Regions from separate parts of the Rattus norvegicus genome. Here region 1 is linked to region 2. The links are chromatin contacts, called in public Hi-C maps. All regions are on one chromosome and are shown on one strand. Each heading gives the region's core, a stretch centred on a gene start, on an enhancer-like site or on the middle of the called end of the contact. The rest is flanking DNA. Distances are from core to core; before and after follow the strand shown.

Region 1 (5,056 bases), core at 773-3,272, 230 kb after region 2:
TTGTTTGCAGCAAAGGATATGCCCGCGTCTCGTTCCTGGTTGGGGCCACAGAGGAGTACATAACTTAAGATTGCAGCTCTGTGTTAGCCTAGCTTGTAAAAGCTGATTCCATGGGAAATCCCGGGCAAGCAAGGTTGGTTATTACAGCGTTCTCTTAGAGGCAGACTAAACACACAGTTTGACTAAACAGTAGGATAGCAGCCTTAAGTCTTAAGTGACCTCGAGGTGCATTATTAACTCGAGCTGTGAGGTCCAGCAAAAGTTCATAGAATATAAGAGATAATTTTATTATAATGCCACAGTCCTTGACTTTGTGTGCAAGGCATAGTAACGTTGAGATGTGTTCAGGTTTTCCTGTGCCCCAGGCAGACTCCTCGCCACCTCTTTTGTGACAGCTTCCTTTTTCTCTAGGGAGATTAGATCTGTCACCCTAGCAGTCACTTTTTTAGTATGTTAACTCAGAATTATGAAGGAACCCAAAGGGGTCAGAGAAAGTCTTCACTTCCAGGCAGCCATGTTCTTGCCCTGTGCTGGAATCATCTCGCTCCCTCCGGCACGAAGACTTTTAAGCCAAGCAGAGCATTCAGTCAGAAGAATGGGGAAAAAGAAAAATGTTGCCACCGCGGCACCATCCCATGTCCACCCTTTGATCTCTGATCTAGGATCCCTAGGGACATGGTTTTAATCTTGGATGTCTCCCACAGACATTCTGAATGTTGGTCCCAGCTGGTGGCACTGTGTAGAGAGACCATGGAGCTTTTACGAGGTGAGGCCTAAGCAGTAAAATTAGGTTGTGAGGGCAGGCCTTCAGGGCTTATGACAGTCCCTAGGTCACAGGCTTTCTTCATCTTCTGGTTCTCCACGACATGAACAGGATCCTCCATCTGTTATGCCTGTCAGCGACTGAGCTCCTCTGCCCTGCCTTTTCCTCAGTGGGCCCTTCATGAGCCACAGCCCCCCAAACTGAGAGCCAAAAGTCATCTTTCCTCCTTAAGCTGCCATGTCAGATATTATGGTCACAGTGACAGAAACGTGACTGAAATACCTCGTCATAAGAGAGACGGCTCTAGACAGATGGCGTTCATTCGGGACATCTAAGTCCCAAGGAGAATCTCCAGGGCAGTAGTGATTTATTTGAAACACTGAACAATAAGCTTGGCCTCGGTGTGATGCGCCCAGGCTAGCCCCTTTCTCCCTCGCAGCACCACCGTTAGGCCTTGGTCCCAGTTAGTGAAAGGAGAGTCTGTGCAGACAAACGCGTCTGCACCACCCAGGCACTGCCGATCTCCCTGGCATTTCTCAGATATTTTCTTGGTTGTGTCAGGAGGGTTGCTCACTTTTGGTTTGACTCATGTCTCAAAATCAAGGAGAGACATTAGCTGTCCCTGTCTTGTGGTTTTCTCAACACAGCTAGCATGCCCGAGCGTGAGAAGGTGCTGGGAGCGGGAGAAGGACCGGGGTGGAGGCGGGGCACAGCTTGGAGCCAGTGTCTCAGCTCGTTCCCATCTGAAAGCGTCTCAGATGTGCTTGGTGCCATTTCCTTACCTCGAAAGCACAGGCTGGGCTCATATAGCACAGCCATCCCCCTGCCTCCTGCGTGCTCTAAGCACGAATCTTCTGGTCCAGAATGATTCGTGAGTCAGTCAGCGACACACAAGCTCACGGCTTTGTTTTTTTAAAGCACTCTCCCTTGGTCAAAATCCCAGGTTATCTGAGTGCCATTAGCGAGACTGAACATCCATGCTGTCTTCGAGACGGCTGGCTTCGTGGGAAATGTCCGAAGGTTCCATTAATCACGGGACTCTGGGGGCAAAACTAATAGACTGGGAAGTGCGGGTCCTTCTAGCTTAGTCCGCACCCCACCATTGCCCATCAGAGGCCCCAAGATGACTGACTCTATTTTAATTTAGTGCAAGGTGGACTCCCCAACCCCCTTTTGAGACAGAGCCTCATGTGCCCAGTCAGGCCTTGTCTATATTATGTAGCAGAGCAATCGTACACTATTTTTTATTCAGGACTCGGACTAAAACAAACCTAGGGCTTTGAACACACTAGGCAAGCTGTCTACCGACTGAGCCACCCGCCACCTCAGCTCCGAGTAGATTTTAAAAAGAGTAAATAAAGAGGTCCGTTTAAATTCCTTCTCCGCAGTACTTTGATGTCCAAGGTTAGAAATCGCTTCCTTGTATATTATTTCTGCACCTGCTGGAATGTGATTCCTGCCGTGTATCCACTTGGCAGCGCTGACTCTTGTTCAAACAGGTACTTGGTAAAGGAGGAAGCGGCTCCATTTTCTGCCCGCCGACCGGGTGGCAACTCCTGTCCGAGGATCTACTGCCACCTACTGGACACCTGCAGAATAGCACCGACAGGCGACTCCCGAAAAGTTGTGCTGACTTTCTGAGTTGGTGGTTCTTCTGAGTTGGTGAGGGTGTTCCTGTCCAGCATGGAGAGGGGCCCACTGGCCAGGCACACCCACCTTTGTGTAAGGGGCTTGGTGCTATGATCGAGCCTTCCTTCTTGCTCTCATCTTGCTCTTCTTCCTCCCATATCCTCCGACTTCCTGGTAATGCTTGCTTTTTAACATGGTCCAGGCTAAAAGAAGTGAACCGGAAGAGGGAATGGCCACCTTCTGGTCATCACTTCATGTCATCAGTGTGACCTATCCTGCTTTAGGATGGCCTTATCTGTATGACCCATTTCTCAGGTATACCCCGGACACATGCAGGAGGGCTGGCCAGAAGTGTTACAGGGACAGCAGGTTCCGGGGCCAAGGGTCATACAAGGGGCCCTGGAAACCCTGGTGCAAGGCAAGGAGCTCAGGGTTGAGCATTGGGCTTGAACTCCTGCTGTTGTGTGGCACTTTCTGAGGGGCTCACAGTACAGCGGTGCCAAGAAAACACCCCGAGCTGGTGGCCAAGGTACTTCTCCTATGCAGGCTCAGAGTGGGTGCTGGGTGTCCTGGTGACTGGTTGTGGCCAGAAAGATAGATACTAGGGCAGGATATGGGGACACTCCGATCAGTCCTGAAGATAGTGTCACATCAGTGTTCCCCCACCTCCACTGTTACAACTGTTGCTGATTGAACAGCTAAAGGGAAGTTCATAGGGTTTTCTCCAAACCTAGGGAGGGGCTCTGAGAACTGGGGCCCAGCTGCTCCCACCAATTGTTGGCATGTCGAAGAGTGGCTGGGACTTTGTGAGACATCACCTCGGCTCTCAGCTCCCACTCCTCAGAGGAATGCCCCCTTTAGAGTTAGAACAAGTCTCTACTAGAACAGGACACAGCCAGCAAATTGCCCAAGTCTTCTGCTGTGGAAAACTTCCCCAGGGTTTCCCCTACACCGCACTTGTCTCCTTGCTTCTTTCTCTTTCTGTATATCTGCGTGTACATCTTTAATGTTGCTTCTTTTGGTCTCTCTTCCCCCTTCCATGCCCTACCATCTCTCTCTCTCTCTCTCTCTCTCTCTCTCTCTCTCTCACTCACACACACACACACACACACACACACACACTGTGTGAGAGTGTGTATGACTGTGTGGCTGTGTCTGTATGTGTCTGTGTGTGTGTATGTCTCTGCGTGTGTCTAAATGTGTGTCTGCGTATCTGTATGTGTGTGTGTATATATGTGTGTGTCTGTGTGTTTGTCTAAGTCTATGTGTGTCTATATTTGAATGTGTCTGTATGTGTCTCTGTGTGTATGTGTGTCTATATATGTGTGTGTGTTTGTGTGTCTGTATGTGTGTGTATATGTGTCTGTGTGTGTTTGTGTATGGTGTGTCTATTTGTGTTTGTCTTTGTGTGTGTGTGTGCATGTGACTGTGTGTCTGTGTGTGTATGTGTGTCTCTGTGTTTGTCTATATGTGTGTCTATATATCTGTATGCGTATGTATATGTATGTGTCTGTGTGTTTGTCTGTGTCTATGTGTGTCTATATGTGTGTGTGTCTGTGTGGCTGTGTGTTTGTATGTGTGTATATGTGTCTGTGTGTTTGTGTTTATGTGTATGTGTGTCCAGTGATTCCCTAGTCCCTCTGAGGAAGGCTGATAATGATAATGTTCATCTTTTATCTTCAAAGCACACTTCCCCACCCCCAAGTGCAGAGATGGCTCTGTTCCTGGGGCTTTTGAGAGACCAGGCACCTATGAGATAGGACTTCCTACCTCTCGGTGCTTATTCTTGTGGGATCAGAAAACAAACCTAGGGCATCACAAGTCTCTGATAGCAGCCAGCCCAGGGCTGCCACACAGGCTGCTTTGGTAGCTGCCTGTGCAGAGCAGGCTCCACCAAGATCAGCAGTGTCCTGCATAATTTCCCTTCCGTCTCGCCCATCTTGCTCTCTGTCTTGGCCTAGAAAGTGCATGAGGCTGTTTATGGTGAGGAACCTGACATCTAGAGGGAACCCCTCCCCACCCAGATGATGCCAGGACATCGCCCTACCTGTGCCACATCTCTAACCAAAGCGGGCAATGGCCACTGCAGAGGATGTGCATGTTGTCTGGATGCAGATGCCCAGAGGTAAAGGCAGGGCTCTTTTGGAAGCTAATGATGCATAGGTCCTGGGAATGGGTCGGGGAGCTCAGTGGGCTGTGCTGGTGGATTGTCAGGGTTACAGCCTGGGACCAGGAAGCCCTCGGAGGCTATGCTTGGCCACCCGTCCTCAGTATACCTGTTAAACAGACAGGTCTTAGTGAAACATAGGGAGAAGAGATACCCAGAGACCCCCTAAGTCACCTTCAGGGTCTTGACATTACGTTTAGGCTTAAGAAGTTCTAGGTTAAGTAGTTCCACCAACCACTGACAACTCATTGTCTCCGCCCCAATTTCTCCCAAAAGGTTCCTACAGGTTGTCAGCACGTGCGAATCTCTTCCCAGGAGAGAAGAGCCCTCATCCACAACATCTAGTACTGGTGGCGAGTACTAGATGCCAGCCTCTTCCTCTCCCAGCGTAAGACTCTCAGGGAAATTCCATTTCCTTGTGGACCTGATCTCAGAGGTCTGGGGTGAAGGGCTCTCTCTTTAGAATAGGTCCGGTCCTGTGAGGACAGTTAGGGAAC
Region 2 (5,489 bases), core at 2,480-4,979:
ATGTTGAAACTGTCTCCTGAGTTCAGAAACAAGCCAGGAGAGGCCTGTGGCTGCCTCTGTCAGCATCTTTCTGGATTATGCCCTCTGTGAAAGGAGGGAACAGAAACAAAGACAGAAAAAGCAAAACATCAAAAGGTCAGCTGGTTAAAAAGTAGACCATCGTGGTAAGATGGCTGGGCATGAGGCTTGTGTTACAAATGGCAGCGATAGACAGAAGCCCTCACAGAAAGATGCCTTTGGTCCGGGAAGTAATAGTGGATCCAGGAGCACACGAATCATGCAGTGGCGAAAGTGTCTTGTAAAATAGGGGAGCGAGGATTCAGTTTCCAGGGGTGATTCTCATAGATGTTGTAGTCAGATGTACCTGCACCTTAGTCCTTGGCTTTGATCTCTGTGAGGGACGGTCACAGCCAGAGCCAGAGCCGCCAACAGAAAGAGGGCAAGAAGTCGTGCTGCAGCCATGATGCAGGCTTTATTTAGCAAGGCACAACTTGAAACGCTGTGCTGCTTGCTTTGGGCACACCTCTCCGTGGCCAGCCCTGTCCAGCCCACAGGACATGTTGTGGGATGGGAAAGAAAAGATGAGTAAATTCTGTCAACATTGATGAAGACCATCAGAGGATGTGTGTCTGCGAGCACATACAGGATGGATAGACACAGCCGGAAGCCCTGGAGAGGACACTCCAGGAAGTGCACGCAAAGCCCAACCCTAACTGAGAAGCTCTTCACAGCTGATACCTGCTGGGAAAGGAGAATCAGTTTCCTACAGCACAGTGTCCCCCCCCCCCCCCCCCCCGACATAATGGCCACGCTCCAGGCGGGCCCCATGCCCAGGAATGGTTGACCAACACAAATGAACTTAATGGTCTGTCTGTCTGTCATTTTTACGTGAACTTTCTGTTTTGCATTTTTTTGACTTACTGAGTTTTGGAGGGTGGTGCTAAAGGAAGGAAGGAATGATTTAGAGAGAGCAAGCATGAAATTGGGTAGGTAGGGAGGTGGGCAGGATCTCGGAGTTGATGGACAGGAAAACACAATCAAAATATATTGTGTGAAAAAAGAATTTAAATTTAAAAAATTCCCTCACATTCTAGGGTAGTGGTTTTTATCCTTTCTAACACTGTGGCCCTTTAACACAATTCCTCATATTGTGGTGACCCCTAGCTATAAAATCATTTTTTGTTGCAATGTCATAACTGTAATTTTGTTATGGATCCTAACATAAATATCAGTGTTTTGTGATGATCTTTGGTTGACCCCTGTGTAAGGGTTGTTTGAACCCCAAAGGGGTCATGACCCACAGGTAGAGAATTATTGCTTTAGGAGTTTGCTGACTGGATTTAGCCTTAGTCGTCACAGACTTGCAAATTGTCTCGCTCTCAGGAGGAGGATGTATACCTCAGAACACCCAGACATAGAGGCCTGAGGTGCATTATAAAATTATAGCTCTCCCTGGAAAGATGGCTCTGTGGGCAGAGGTTCGGAGTTCAGTATCCCAAATCCATATGGTGGAAGAAGAGAATCGACTCTCGCCGGTTGTCTGACCTCCACACAGACACCCTCCTCACCTGCATGTGCACGCGAATGCACACACTTGCATTTTGTTGATAGTCTCTCAGAGAGATTACTTGGAAAGTTTCCTCTCACAGGTTCCTTTGTAGAGTGTAGCACCGACTCACCATGATTTAGTTATAGTCTCCGTTACTAGGGTCAGGGCCTCTGGTATGACGTCATAAGGCAGGAGTAATGTGACTGAGTTTTAAATGCTGTCATTTATACACTTAACCGTTTATGTTCATTTTAACTCCAGTGTTAAGGAGGCTGCAGCCGACAGGAGCTCTGTCTCCTGCACTGTTGCAGCTGAGTAGCTGCGATTCTTGTTGACATTCAGATCTACTCACCACGTAGGTGTCTGACTTTTGTCCCCCTTTATTCAGCACCTCAGCTGGGTGGTGCCACAGCTATGTTGCTATGCAGGCTGAAGCCGAGTGCTTCCGTGTTTCCATGTGAGTTGCTACTGGATAACTTGGCTTTTGTTTTAACCATGTTGTGCTGAGAGCCTCTCAGTGAAGAATAGTTCTGAATTTGCAGACTTTGTGCTCACTGTGTCTTCTGCCTGTGTCTGAAGGCCAAGGGAGAATCATGGGAAGGAAGGGTGAGCATTTAGGAATTATGTAGCTTCTTTATGAAGCTTTCCTTGCACCGTTGTCTTGTTGAGTCTGCTGGCTGCTGTGCATATCGTGATTCTTGGCCATGAGCCTCTGCCTGCCTGCTTGCTTGCTTCCCTCCCTCCCTCCCTCCCTCCCTCCCAGGGTTTCTCTGTGTAGCCATGGCTGTCCTGGAACTCACTCTGTGTCCAGGCTGGCCTTGAACTCAGAAATCTGCCTGCCTCTGCCTCCCAAGTACAGGGATTAAAGGTGGGTGCTACTGCCACCTGGCCACTGTGCTATTTTAGCCTGGGCCACGAGTTTAACTGCCAACTTCTGCCGTTCCAGAGTACCACTCTGGAATTCGTCAAGACCAAAAAAGGGGGAATTCACTTCAATTCTCTTTTTTTTTTTTTTTTTTGGTTCTTTTTTTTTTTTCGGAGCTGGGGACCGAACCCAGGGCCTTGCGCTTCCTAGGCAAGAGCTCTACCACTGAGCTAAATCCCCAGCCCCTCACTTCAATTCTCATTGGTCTCTCTATCCTTCTGATTCCATAAGGAACACCCGATGCTGTGTTTATTGTAGGCTCTGATAGTTTCTCGGCAGCTGCTGTCTTTTCCTGTGTGGTCATTGCTGTTATGCTGGTCTTTGAGTCTTACACAAGACACCGGCGTACACATGAGGGCTCCTCGCTTTGCTCGCACTGCCTTATAAAGGTTTTCCTCGGGTTTGGCTGCTGTGCTGTGTGTGTGTGTGTGTGTGTGTGTGTGTGTGTGTGTGTGTGTAGATACCCTTTGAGTCCAGAAGAGGGTGCTGGGTCCCCTAGAGCTGGAGTTCCAGGCAGTTGTGAGCTGCCCAGTATGAGTTCTAAGGACTGATCTCAGGTCAGTTTTCTGGCCTGTCCCACACTGTGGCTCCCCCTAACCCCCTCTACCCCGTGCCTGCCTGGTCTTTACATTCCACCCCGCAGGGGCATCAGCCCTTTATGATTGTCCTCTGGCTTACTTTGTTAGGAGATGGTTTTCCCTCCATCTGAGGATGGGCCCTGTGTACAGGTGTGAGGAGGATGGGCCCTGTGTACAGGTGTGAGGAGGATGGGCCCTGTGTACAGGTGTGAGGAGGATGGGCCCTGTAGACAGGTGTGAGGAGGATGGGCCCTGTAGACAGGTGTGAGGAGGATGGGCCCTGTGTGCAGGTGTGAGGAGGATGGGCCCTATAGACAGGTGTGAGGAGGATGGGCCCTGTAGACAGGTGTGAGGAGGATGGGCCCTGTATATCATTGTGAGGAGGATGGGCCCTGTATACCGGTGTGAGGAGGGAGAGCTGGCCCTCAGGAGGTGGCTGTTAACAGAATTCCCCTCTGTGAGGAACACCAGAGCCTTCCAGAGCTGCTTCCCTTTACTTGAATGTAACCTAGTGTTAGCATTTAGGTGAGATAGGGGGCTGCCTGTGTCTGTAGGATTGAGGTGGCTGAGACTTCCAGTCTTGGATCTGGTATCTCTCGATTGAGGGTGCTGGCGTTTCTCTGGGGCACGCCTGCTGGCATCCAGCACCCTGTGTGGCAGTCCTGGGCCAGCCTCCAGCAGAGCCTACCCAGCCTGTCAGCTTTGCTCAGGGACTGCTTTGTTCTGTTCTTGTGGTTTCTCCAGAAGTTAGAGGGAAGGGAGAAGACATCTTAAGTCAAAAATACAGTTTTAACTGGACCTAGAGATAATTAGGAATTTGCTGTGATTCTGTTAATAGGAATTTTATGTCTATTCTTGATTTTGGTATTCAGACTTCATCATAACATCTATAGACCTTTCTGACCTTGCTGGCTTGTATAGCAGTAGTAGATTTTTTAATTGTTTAAAATTACATTTTATTTTTGTCTTATGTGAAGGCCAGGGTATTAATTCTCTGCTTCCACCACATGGGTCCCAGGAATGGAGCTTAGATGGTCAGCGCTGGCTCAAGTGCCTTTACCCACTGAGTCATCTGGCTGACACCAGAATGCTAGTCCCTAAGCAGAACCTAGTTTAAAAGTCACACAACCAGCACTAGCCTTCTCCTCACAATCAGATTGTTTGCCTTTCTTGAGCCTTACAATTAACCTCTGCCTGAGGAGCAGAGAGTAGCCCCAGCACCTCTGGTCCTGCGCCGACTCCATTCTCGCTGGGCCCGGGTGTGCTGTGGGCTCTGAGGTCCACCACCTACCATGCCTTTTCTTCTCAAAATAGCTCCACTCTTTAATTATTGCTCTAATTATATTTTTAGGAGCATTTCAAAGGATTATTATCTTCCTTGTCATACCTGGCTCACTTCCTGGAGTGAAACTCAAAATAGTATCTGATCCCACTGTTTCGTAATACGCTGAGTCACGGTTTCTCGCTGGAGCTATGGCCCTGGCATCTCATTTCCTGCCTCGATTCCTTTGTAGCATTCACAGCTGCCTTCTGGGTATTCTCTCGGGCCTCTGTGCTGACAGTCTGCCTTTCCAAGGGCGTATGGCTTCCGAATCTATAGTATTGAAAAATACTGAGTAGATTAAGCTATTCTAATGAAATCATTTTGTGGTGGGAAGCGCTTTATAGCCAGCCTTCTGCCACTCTGATTTGTCATACTGTTTGGAAGTCCCAGGCGTGGGGCGGACACAGTTCCTCTTTCCTTGCCCTGTGTGCTTACCATGGTGTGTTCTATGTTTCTTAAGAGTTGCAAGTTAAACTTGTATTCTCTTTGGAAACATTAACTCCTCAAAACATAAGCTTCACATTTAAAAATATTTTTGATAATTAAATAATGTTTGATCATAATTGGAAAGGATTACTATTTGTACCACCTGATTTCAGATTCTGTGTCTGAGGCCAATGTTTCTGCTCCTTCCCCCAAGCCAGACTTCAGCCCGTTTTTTTTTTTTTTTACCCCATTTCTTACATTGGTGGTTGGGGGCTGTACTCACTAACTGACCCCACATCACACTTGTCTGTTTTTGTGTGTGACAGTCTGGCTATGAAGACAGTCTGCCTCAGATCAGTGCTGGCACCACATCACCCATAACCCCTGCTCCAGGGAGCTCAGATACCTCTGGCCTCTGCAGGCAGCTACCCTCTTGTGCCCAGCCCCGCCAACACACACACACACACACACACATACACACGCACACACGCACACACACATACACACACGCACGCACACATACACACACACACTAAAATGTTTCAAAAAGTATTCACTAGCAAAAGGTTTACAAATATTAATAGGACAGATTTTATTGTTAGTCTGTCATAAAAATAACCCCTTTCTAGGAATTTTATGAACGAGAATGTTTTCTTTGGCCTGGGGAAGAGAAGCAAGGTTGTCTAT

What was found. Hi-C and Micro-C count contacts between places; a contact is called where the count stands out from the background.
Region 1: a Hi-C map of the A7r5 cell line shows a contact between it and region 2, with 2.8 times the contacts expected there. The contact joins two enhancer-like sites. A contact is called at or near these places in 2 of 12 Hi-C or Micro-C datasets (the A7r5 cell line and liver).

Annotation. Positions count from the first base shown.
Region 1 is chr17:12,743,644-12,748,699 of GRCr8, forward strand. No RefSeq gene overlaps it. Among named protein-coding and RNA genes, the nearest start is that of Syk, 67 kb to the right of the region's middle. Within about 2 kb of position 2,023, at least 8 of the 93 cell types and tissues checked have an H3K27ac peak or open chromatin away from gene starts, as enhancers often do. A contact at or near this core is called in the A7r5 cell line, where this site is marked.
Region 2 is chr17:12,515,587-12,521,075 of GRCr8, forward strand. The region is part of intron 4 of Auh (AU RNA binding methylglutaconyl-CoA hydratase); the gene reads left to right. Among named protein-coding and RNA genes, the nearest start is that of Auh, 37 kb to the left of the region's middle. Within about 2 kb of position 3,730, at least 28 of the 93 cell types and tissues checked have an H3K27ac peak or open chromatin away from gene starts, as enhancers often do. A contact at or near this core is called in the A7r5 cell line, where this site is marked.